Regions from separate parts of the Mus musculus genome. Here regions 1 and 3 are each linked to region 2. Evidence: chromatin contacts called from public Hi-C and promoter capture Hi-C data. All regions are on one chromosome and are shown on one strand. Each heading gives the region's core, a stretch centred on a gene start, on an enhancer-like site or on the middle of the called end of the contact. The rest is flanking DNA. Distances are from core to core; before and after follow the strand shown. Region 1 has its middle 13 kb from the start of Mir181c. Region 2 holds the start of Podnl1 (podocan-like 1). Region 3 holds the start of Zswim4 (zinc finger SWIM-type containing 4).

Evidence for each region. A called contact is a pair of places that touch in the nucleus more often than the background predicts. Capture Hi-C pulls out chosen DNA fragments and counts their contacts.
Region 1: a contact with region 2 is called in a Hi-C map of 8-cell embryo, with 2.0 times the contacts expected there. The contact joins the enhancer-like site here to the promoter of Podnl1 in region 2. A contact is called at or near these places in 3 of 39 promoter capture datasets (cranial neural crest, fetal liver and macrophages), 2 of 484 Hi-C or Micro-C datasets (8-cell embryo and Th1 cells), 5 of 115 datasets of contacts at active chromatin or transcription factors (the HPC-7 cell line, the SCID.adh cell line and embryonic stem cells) and 3 of 9 other capture datasets (adipose tissue, liver and pancreatic islet).
Region 3: a contact with region 2 is called in a promoter capture Hi-C map of adipose tissue. The contact joins the promoter of Zswim4 here to the promoter of Podnl1 in region 2. A contact is called at or near these places in 1 of 39 promoter capture datasets (hippocampal neurons), 1 of 15 datasets of contacts at CTCF or cohesin (large pre-B cells), 1 of 484 Hi-C or Micro-C datasets (nephron progenitors), 4 of 115 datasets of contacts at active chromatin or transcription factors (bone marrow-derived macrophages, double positive thymocytes, effector CD8 T cells and 1 more) and 4 of 9 other capture datasets (adipose tissue, embryonic stem cells, liver and 1 more).

The regions. Positions count from the first base shown.
Region 1 is chr8:84,190,726-84,193,481 of GRCm38.p6, reverse strand. No RefSeq gene overlaps it. Among named protein-coding and RNA genes, the nearest start is that of Mir181c, 13 kb to the right of the region's middle. Within about 2 kb of position 1,316, at least 364 of the 459 cell types and tissues checked have an H3K27ac peak or open chromatin away from gene starts, as enhancers often do. A contact at or near this core is called in 8-cell embryo, Th1 cells, adipose tissue and 5 more, where this site is marked.
Region 2 is chr8:84,124,578-84,127,391 of GRCm38.p6, reverse strand. Podnl1 (podocan-like 1) reads right to left here and starts at 1,403. Exons shown (of 10, transcript NM_001013384.2): 1 at 1,291-1,403; 2 at 965-1,186; 3 at 71-164. The coding sequence starts at 1,293.
Region 3 is chr8:84,235,595-84,238,294 of GRCm38.p6, reverse strand. It overlaps Zswim4 (zinc finger SWIM-type containing 4), which reads left to right and starts at 1,253. Exons shown (of 14, transcript NM_172503.3): 1 at 1,253-1,428. The coding sequence starts at 1,291.

The DNA.
Region 1 (2,756 bases), core at 67-2,566, 66 kb before region 2:
AGACTTAACAGTTCTCAAATCACCTACCTGGGACTCTGTCCTGCATCCCCAGGAGATGCCAATGCTTTAAGGCTATCTCTCGTTTCAAACCAGGAAGGTTCAGGCCCATCACGGGGTTAGCTGGTGAGGCAAACAGAATGGCTCAGGTGTGTAATCCCAAACCCAGTGGAGGCCGGCGGAGCAGGAGTTGGAAGTCATCCTTGGCTACATAATGAGTTCCAGGTTAGCCTGTAATACAAGAAATCCTGTCTAACCAAGCAACCTCCACCCCCCCTACTTCTCCCCCCCCCAAAAAAAATCAAGAACAATACTTATTAATGACAGATGTCAAACACCTGCAGCGATCCTGGAAGTTTAGCAGTTTAGCAGAAATAGAAATGCCCCTGTGGCAGACTTTGGACTGCAATCCCTATCCAAGTCGGCTGCTTATAGGAGAGCCACTTTGACTCTTGAGAGTCCAGTTCCCATCGGCCTTTCCACGGGCATACAGGGGTGAGTCTGGTTCTCAACTCGATTGTTCTCACACCGGAACCGGAACACAGAAGTCTCCCTTAACCTTCAGCACATATCGGTACTGCAAGGACCGATCTGAACCCCGACGTGGGGAAAATCATCAGGGGAGCGTCCCTGCCAGACTCCTGTCAGGGCTAGGAGGCTCGAACCCCGGCCGAAGGATGTTGGAGGACGTTGCCGGGCAACACGATGTTTGTTGGCGCGGGGGCGGGGCGGGCGGTGACTCATCGCGGCGTGACGCGGACGGGCGGGCGCCGGGCGGGCTGGCCTGCAGCCCAGGGCTGGCGGCGACGAGAGGACTGAGGCGGGGGCGCAGCCGGGCAGGCCTGGGCTTTGGGCTGCTGCCTCAGTTTACCATTTACATTAGTAAAATGGAGGCCTTGTTTTAGGAGTAACCTGCTCTGGTGCCTCCACGGACCACTTTGAATCTATCGCCTGCACAAAGTTCTTGCAGCCTCAGTTTCTCCATTTATTATAAAGGAGGCAGGAAGAAGCTAGCTCCGGACCGGTTTGAGAATTCCATGTATCAAAAGTGAGTCAAAGGCTAGCACACCCCAAGAGCCCAGCCCGTCGCCACAAGGAGGGGCAGGGTGTAGGTGCCGTCTATGGTTGTACCCGGCTACACAAGGCAGTCAGAGCAACGTGGGCACTCCCAAAAGTGAGTGTGGGTCATAGGCTGGAGTAGTTGCCATAGAAGTGACTGTAGAGGACACTTGTGGAAGCTGGAGCCGGCAGCAGCACCTGCTGCGGGTGGCGTCCGGCGGGGGCCTGGGCATGAGTCATTGCCCAGCAATGAGGCTGAGTCACAGGGCGGGGTCCTCCGGCACCTCCCCCATCAGCCGCTCCTACAAAGGACCTTTGAGAAGAGTCCTCATCCCCACCCAACCCCAAGGCCCTCTCTGGTCTTAGTTGTGGGACCAAGGCTGTCCCCAGGAGCCTGGCCTGGGCCTGGGTATCTGTCACATATGTGAAAAGTCACCATCCATGGCCTGGCATACACAAGGAGGGGGGCTTCCTGGTCCCTGAGTCACTGCCAGGATAGCAGAGGATAATTTTCTCAGGCCCCATGCACACAACAGGCTAATTGAGTCAGGCTGTCTAATGCTGGCTGGGAAAGCAGATGAGATGAGCGAGGCTTCTCCCTGTTTTTCAGGACCACTCCAGCCTAAGAAGGGCCTTCTCTTCTTCAGACCTTGGAGCCTTCTCAGGCATGACCCAGACAAGTATACCAGACCTGGGGACACCTAGAAGCCTCCACATGGGTGCAAGATTTAAGAAGGGGCCAGGTATGGGGGCACATACCTTTAGTCCTAGTATTAGTCCTAGTACTCAGGCAAGCTCTCCCTTTGTTGGAAGCTAGCCTGATTTACATATTGAGTGCCAAGCCTGCCAGGGCTGTAAAATGAGGTTCCGCAGGAGCCTGGAGAGAGCATCAGCCTCTCTTTTTCCAGAGGACCCAGGTTCACTTCCTAGCACCCACATGGCTGCTAACAGCCATCCAGGATTCCAGCTCCAGGGACTCAATCATTTTCTTAGACATGCACACTGGCAAAACACCCACACTAAATAAATACATAAATAGAATTTTAAAAGAGATTTAATAAAACATAAAGGAAAGTTAACAAGGTGGATTTTTGGTTTGTTTTGTTTATGGTTGGGGATAGTAACACTTTTTTTAAAAATATTTTTTATTAGGTATTTTCCTCATTTACATTTCCAATGCTATCCCAAATGTCCCCCATACCCTCCCCCCCACTCCTCTACCCACCCACTCCCAGTAACACATTTTTAATCCACTTGGGAGGCAGAGGCAGGTGGGTCTCTGTGAGTTCAAGGCCAGCCTGGTCTAATAGTTCTAGGACAGCCAAGGCTGGCTACATAGACAGAAGGGCAGGGGCACAAAGAGGCAGAAAGGAGTGTTCATTTTATGTGTATTGGAACTTTTCTGCATGAGCTGAACTCAGGACCTCTGGAAGAGCTCATGTTCTTAATTGCCAAGTCATGTTTCCAGCCCCAACCAAGGTGTTCTTAAACTGGGTCTGTGGCAACAAAACTGTTGTAAACAAAAGCTGTATGGGAGTAAAATTCATGCTGGTCTGAACCTTTATCCCAGCACTGGGGAGGCAGAGGCCTGCCTGGTCTGCATACCCAGCTCTAGGCTAGTCAGGGCTGCACAGAAAGACCCTGGCCTTTAAAAAAAAAAAAAGAAGAAGAAAAGGTTGCTTGCTATCACTATATTCCCA
Region 2 (2,814 bases), core at 154-2,653:
GGCCACAACTGGCAAACAGCGGATGTGGAGAGGGGTTGGGACCTGGTTGTTCCCAGCTTGAGGCCCTCACCCTCAGAGGTGATGAGGTTGCTATGCAGGTCCAGGGTGCGCAAGCCGCTGAGGCGGGACAGCTCGTTGTAGGGGAGCTCCCGAAGCTGGTTGTTCTGTGGAATAAAGACAGTCACACCAAGGCCTGTCTCTTGCTCCTCAACTCAACCTGGAGGTGCAGCCCAGTGGCAGAACACTTGCTTAGCATCCACAAGGCAGGCCCTGGGTTCATCTCTAATATCTCCAGAGAGAACAGGAAGAGGAGGAGAAAAGAAGACATCCCATTCCGTGACCCCAAACAACCTTGAGGCTTGTGAGGCACTAAGCTCTTTACTGCACCACCCAGCAAACCACACGGTTACCCTGGGCCTGAAGCCACATGGGCTGCTGATTTTGAACCTGGTCTCTGACACTCCTCTAGCCTTCCCCAACACCCCATCCCCCAACAGAGGGCCTCACTCTGCAGTGAAGGATGGCCTCCTACTTGTGTCCTTAGTACTGGGGCCACTACAACAGACTCTGATCTCAGCCCCCAACACCCTTTTGCCCAAAACCATTCCAAAATACTCCTGTGACCTCCAACATCACAACTATTGACTAATTTTGTAGCCCTGGCTGTAAGTCTGTAGACCAGGCTGGCCTTGAACTCACAGAGATCTATCTGCCTTCCTCTGCATCCCCAGCGCTGGGATTAAAGGCGAATGCCACAACCATGCAGCTGAACTCAGTGTTTTGACCAAAACAACGTAAGTCCTAAGATTCTGACCCCAAACTCCACTCTCGGGACACACGATGCTTCTACCTCTGACATTGGCCTGGCTTAGCGGAACCAGAGCAAGGGCAGGTTCAGCTCTGCCATGTGGACCTCCCACATGAACCCTGCCCTATGCCTCCCTCTCAGATCCCCAGCCCTTACCTGCAAGGAGAGGTGCCTAGCAGCTCTGGTGATATTGTCTGGAAATATCCTCAGGTCCAGACCAGCACAGTCCACCGTGTCATCTCGGGGACAGGAGCAGCGCCAAGGACAGGGCCTCGGGAGGGGCTGTGAGCTGTCACCCAAGTGTGGGAAGGCAGGGTCCTCCGTGTGTGCTAACGACCACTTTAGCATCAGGAGCAGCAATAGCAGCTCTTGAGGCCTCTGGAGGAAAGCAAGGGGCCAGAAAGCCACCTGGTGAGGACCAGTGGGCAGAACCAGGCAGGGGATGGGCAGACCTGCCTTCAGACCCTCCCTGCCTAACTCACCATAGTCAGCCCTGCTGTGCCTCTCCCCAGCTTCTGTCCAGCACTCACGTCCTCCAGTGTCTGCTGTGACTACAATTGCCCTCCATCTCTCAGCACAGAGCGCGCACACACACACACATACACACACACACACACACACACACACACACACACACCCCGCGGGGCCTGAGAAGATGACTGTCCCTTTCCCCTCCCTGAAGAGGGCAGGCCGAGGGCTCATCTAGCCCATCCCTCATTCCCTGCCTGCTCCAATCACCCCAGCTCCACTTTCATAACCTCAGCCAGCCTGAGCCGAGCCACAGCCATGACGAATACTTGAGGAAAAGCTGAGAATCACCCTATCTGGTATTTGGTCTGACCACAGACAGGAATGGGGTGCCAGTGGATGGGGCAGGCGTTAGAGAGTCCCCAAGGAGATGAAGCCAGCCAGAAGGGCTCAAGGGAGGATTAGGCTTCTGTTCTCATGCCTGGCTGGCAGCCACTGCCCACTCCCCAGATAGTCATGGCTCTTGGAAGGAAATTAATGTAAGGGAGGCAGAGGCTGGTGGGTGTCCGTGAGAGCTGGGTGCTGGCCTGCCTGTCTGACCCTGGGCTATTTGCCTCAGCTTCCTTTTCCGCAACTGGTCATGGTTGTCTCACCTTCCAGGAACCTTGTAGAGTTCAGTAAGCTAATGCAACTGAGAGGACAGCATGTTGTAGGCACAGACCTGCAATCTCAGGGCTTAGGGAGACTGAGGCAGGAAGATACCGACGAAGCCAGTACTAGCTGCGTAAGAGCCTGTCTAAAAAACAAGCGACGTGTCAAATGTACATGAAAGAGGCCTCTTCCTCAAGGTCTGTCAACTCAAACACCTAGGGTGGGAGAGGTGGTTCAGTGGTTCAGAGCACTGGCTGCTCTCCCAAAGGACATGAGTTCAGTTCCCAGCGCTTATGGAATTGGGGATCCTGGGATTCAGGCAGGTAGCCCTGGCCTACAGGAAAGACAGCCAAGCTGGAGCGGAAGCCAGTCAGACAACAGGCACCAGTCAGACAGCAGGCATCAGTCAGACAGCAGGCACCAGTCAGACAGCAGGCACCAGTCAGACAGCAGGCACCAGTCAGACAGCAGGCACCAGTCAGACAGCAGGCACCAGTCAGACAGCAGGCACCAGTCAGACAGCAGGCACCAGTCAGACAGCAGGCACCAGTCAGACAGCAGGCACCAGTCAGACAGCAGGCACCAGTCAGACAGACAGCAGGCACCAGTCAGTCAGACAGCAGGCACCAGTCAGACAGCAGGCACCAGTCAGACAGCAGGCACCAGTCAGACAGCAGGCACCAGCAGACAGCAGGCACCAGTCAGACAGCAGGCACCAGTCAGACAGCAGGCACCAGTCAGACAGCAGGCACCAGTCAGACAGCAGGCACCAGTCAGACAGACAGCAGGCACCAGTCAGTCAGACAGCAGGCACCAGTCAGACAGCAGGCACCAGTCAGACAGCAGGCACCAGTCAGACAGCAGGCACCAGTCAGACAGCAGGCACC
Region 3 (2,700 bases), core at 4-2,503, 110 kb before region 2:
CCCACTTGAGCAGCCCTGTTTCAAGGGTTCACAGGCTACTTATGAGTGACTGTTAGTTGCCACGGTGGGGAGGGGTCTGTCCAAAAGCAACCAGTGGGCTAGTCGGCTTCTGTGGACCAGGTTGGGTTTTTCCTGCTTTGAGGATCCTAAACACTAAATGGGATCACAGCTATGTTGGCAGGTTTTAGTCTGAACTGCTACTGTACGCTGGGCGCTGTTCCACGTGCTGACTTGTCTCCCCATGGACGTACACTTGATCCTTGGAGCTCAGAGTTCAGAGAGACATTTAACAACCCCCCTACCCTGGTATCTCAAAGAGCTCTAAAGGATGAGGCAAGAGGATCTCCAATCAGACTAACCAGGGTTACATAATGAGAGAAGGGGGGGGGGGGTTCAGAGGTAGTGCAGGGTGGTGGGCCATCTAATCCTGGACTAGATGAATAAATGATGCTGGAGAGGCCGCGACGGTAGGAAAACGCAAGGTTCTCTTAGGTCATGGGGGTGGGGTGTGGAAAAATGACGAAGATGGTGAGTGGCTTCCGCACTGTGGAAAATATAAGCTGAGTCAGGGGGAAAAAACGATTCGAAGTGGGGGATTTGACATGCATTAAGTCCAATCTAATGAAACTAACACTCTCATGGGTCGAAATGGGCAATTTCATGTTCATTCCACAGACGTAGAAAGGATTGGGGTGTCTTAGCTCGCAGCTCAAGAGGAACTCGTAAAGTTAACAGCCCACAGCGAGCGCATTGCTAGGAAGGACTGTGCTGGCCCGGGTCGGCTCTTAGAGCATCCAAACTGTACCAGTGGCCCAGAGAGGTTATTGAGTTTCTAGGGTCATTACAGCTCAGAGAGAGTCAACCCCGGCCGGGAGGCGGCCGGAAGCGACCCTCCGTAAACAAAGCCGTGTGTAGGCGCAGCCCCAGCCGCCAGGCTAGAGGGCCGGCCCAAAGGGGCGGAGAAGGAATGTTGTGAATGAACGTGAGACCTCCCCGAAACTCCTCACAAGGCCAAGCCGTGGGGTTCCCTCATTTTGATTGGCTCATACCGCCCCGTGATGGACAGCGACTCTTCTTGCGACCTCTTATTGGATGGCACAGAAAAGACGGACGTGGAGATTGTCGAATGAACAGCGGCATCTTGGAGGCGGGTCTTTGAGGACAGCCAATAGAAAGGGAGAAATAGGGCGGTGGGGGCGGGGCCTCGTCTGAGGAGGCAGCGGCTGCTAAGACGGCTTCATTGTTGTGAAGAGTCTTAAAGGGGCCGCGTCGTCCGGCCGGCTCGGCCGGATGGAGCCCCCGGCGGCCAAGCGCAGCCGGGGCTGCCCCGCGGGGGACGAGCCCGGGACCGGGGCCCGTCGCAGTCGCCCCGAGCCGTTGTTGGACCTTAGCGCCAAGCGGGTGGCCGAGAGCTGGGCCTTCGAGCAGGTAAGGCCCCGGCCTGCCCCAGGCCTCACACCTCGCCCCCTCCCCAGCAGCCAGCCCCCCACACCGCCACCCCGGGCCCCGCACCCCGAGCCTCTCTGCCCGCGACCCTCCGGGTCTCTATTCTGACCTCTTTTCTTCCTCAAGAGACACACCAGCCCAGAGACCCACACTGCCCCACTCCTGCCGTAGGGTTTCCCTGTCCCACCCTCCAGGAAGAAGACCCCCGTCTCTGCAGGGCCTATACATGACACCCCTGTATCCCTTTGCTCCAGCCTCCAGAGCCCACCAGTCCTCTCCAGATCCCCGACTGTGGGACAAGAGGCAGGGTCACTGAGGGAAGGGCTCTGTGCCCCTCCTCCCCCCTTCCCCCTCCCTCCAGCTATTCCAGAGCCAAGATTGGGATACAGAGGCAGAGAGGCTCCTGGAACCCCTACTCTGTGACTTGTGGAGTGGTGTCCCGAGAAAAAATTCCCCTCTCTCTGTCTAAGGGTCCCCCAAGAAGATGGGAAGGGTCCGAGGCTCCTCTCAGTCCCATACAGCTGTCTTTCAGTCTGACTTTGAGTGTTCTTGGCCTCACAACTCTTCCTGAGTTAGGATGGATGGGTTTGGACTGACCGTGGACTGAGCAGGCTCTGATTCATGACCGGAAAATCCCTCCTTAGTCATCTGCCAACTGTCAGGAGCCGAATCACTGACTCCCCCTTCTCTCGTAGAAACCTTGGGTAGGGCCTCCGTGCTGTTCACCCTATGTGACATGCACAGAAGAACCGTAAAACTGTCTTCAGGACTCTCACAGATCTGCCTTGGCCCAGCCAGGTGCTAAGAGAACTCTGGGCAGGTTCTGGAGCCCTTGTGGAGTTGTTCTCACTTTGAGGAAACTGGGGCACAGAGACGTTGAGAAACTTGCCCAAGGTCACCCAGCCAGTCACTAGCCAACTCAGATTGGAACACAGCCTCGAATGCTGGCTCCATTCCTTGGAGTCTACAGGGGATGGCAGGTCAGCCCTTCCCTCCTAGAGAAGGGGCTTTTTTTTTTTTCCTCAGGGGAGGAACAGGGGAAGAAATACCCAGGGTGGAACTGATGTTGGGAGTCTGAACAATTTGGTTTAGGGATCCTGAAGAGCTGACTTCATCTCTGATGTAGTAATGCTGACCCCTTCAGGTTCTCAAGCTGTCATGCCAGCTTCCTCAGGCTCGTTCTGAGGCTGTGACACTGACCCAGTGCTATGGTTTCAGCATCTTGTGTCCCTGTGAAGATGCCATCTCCATAAG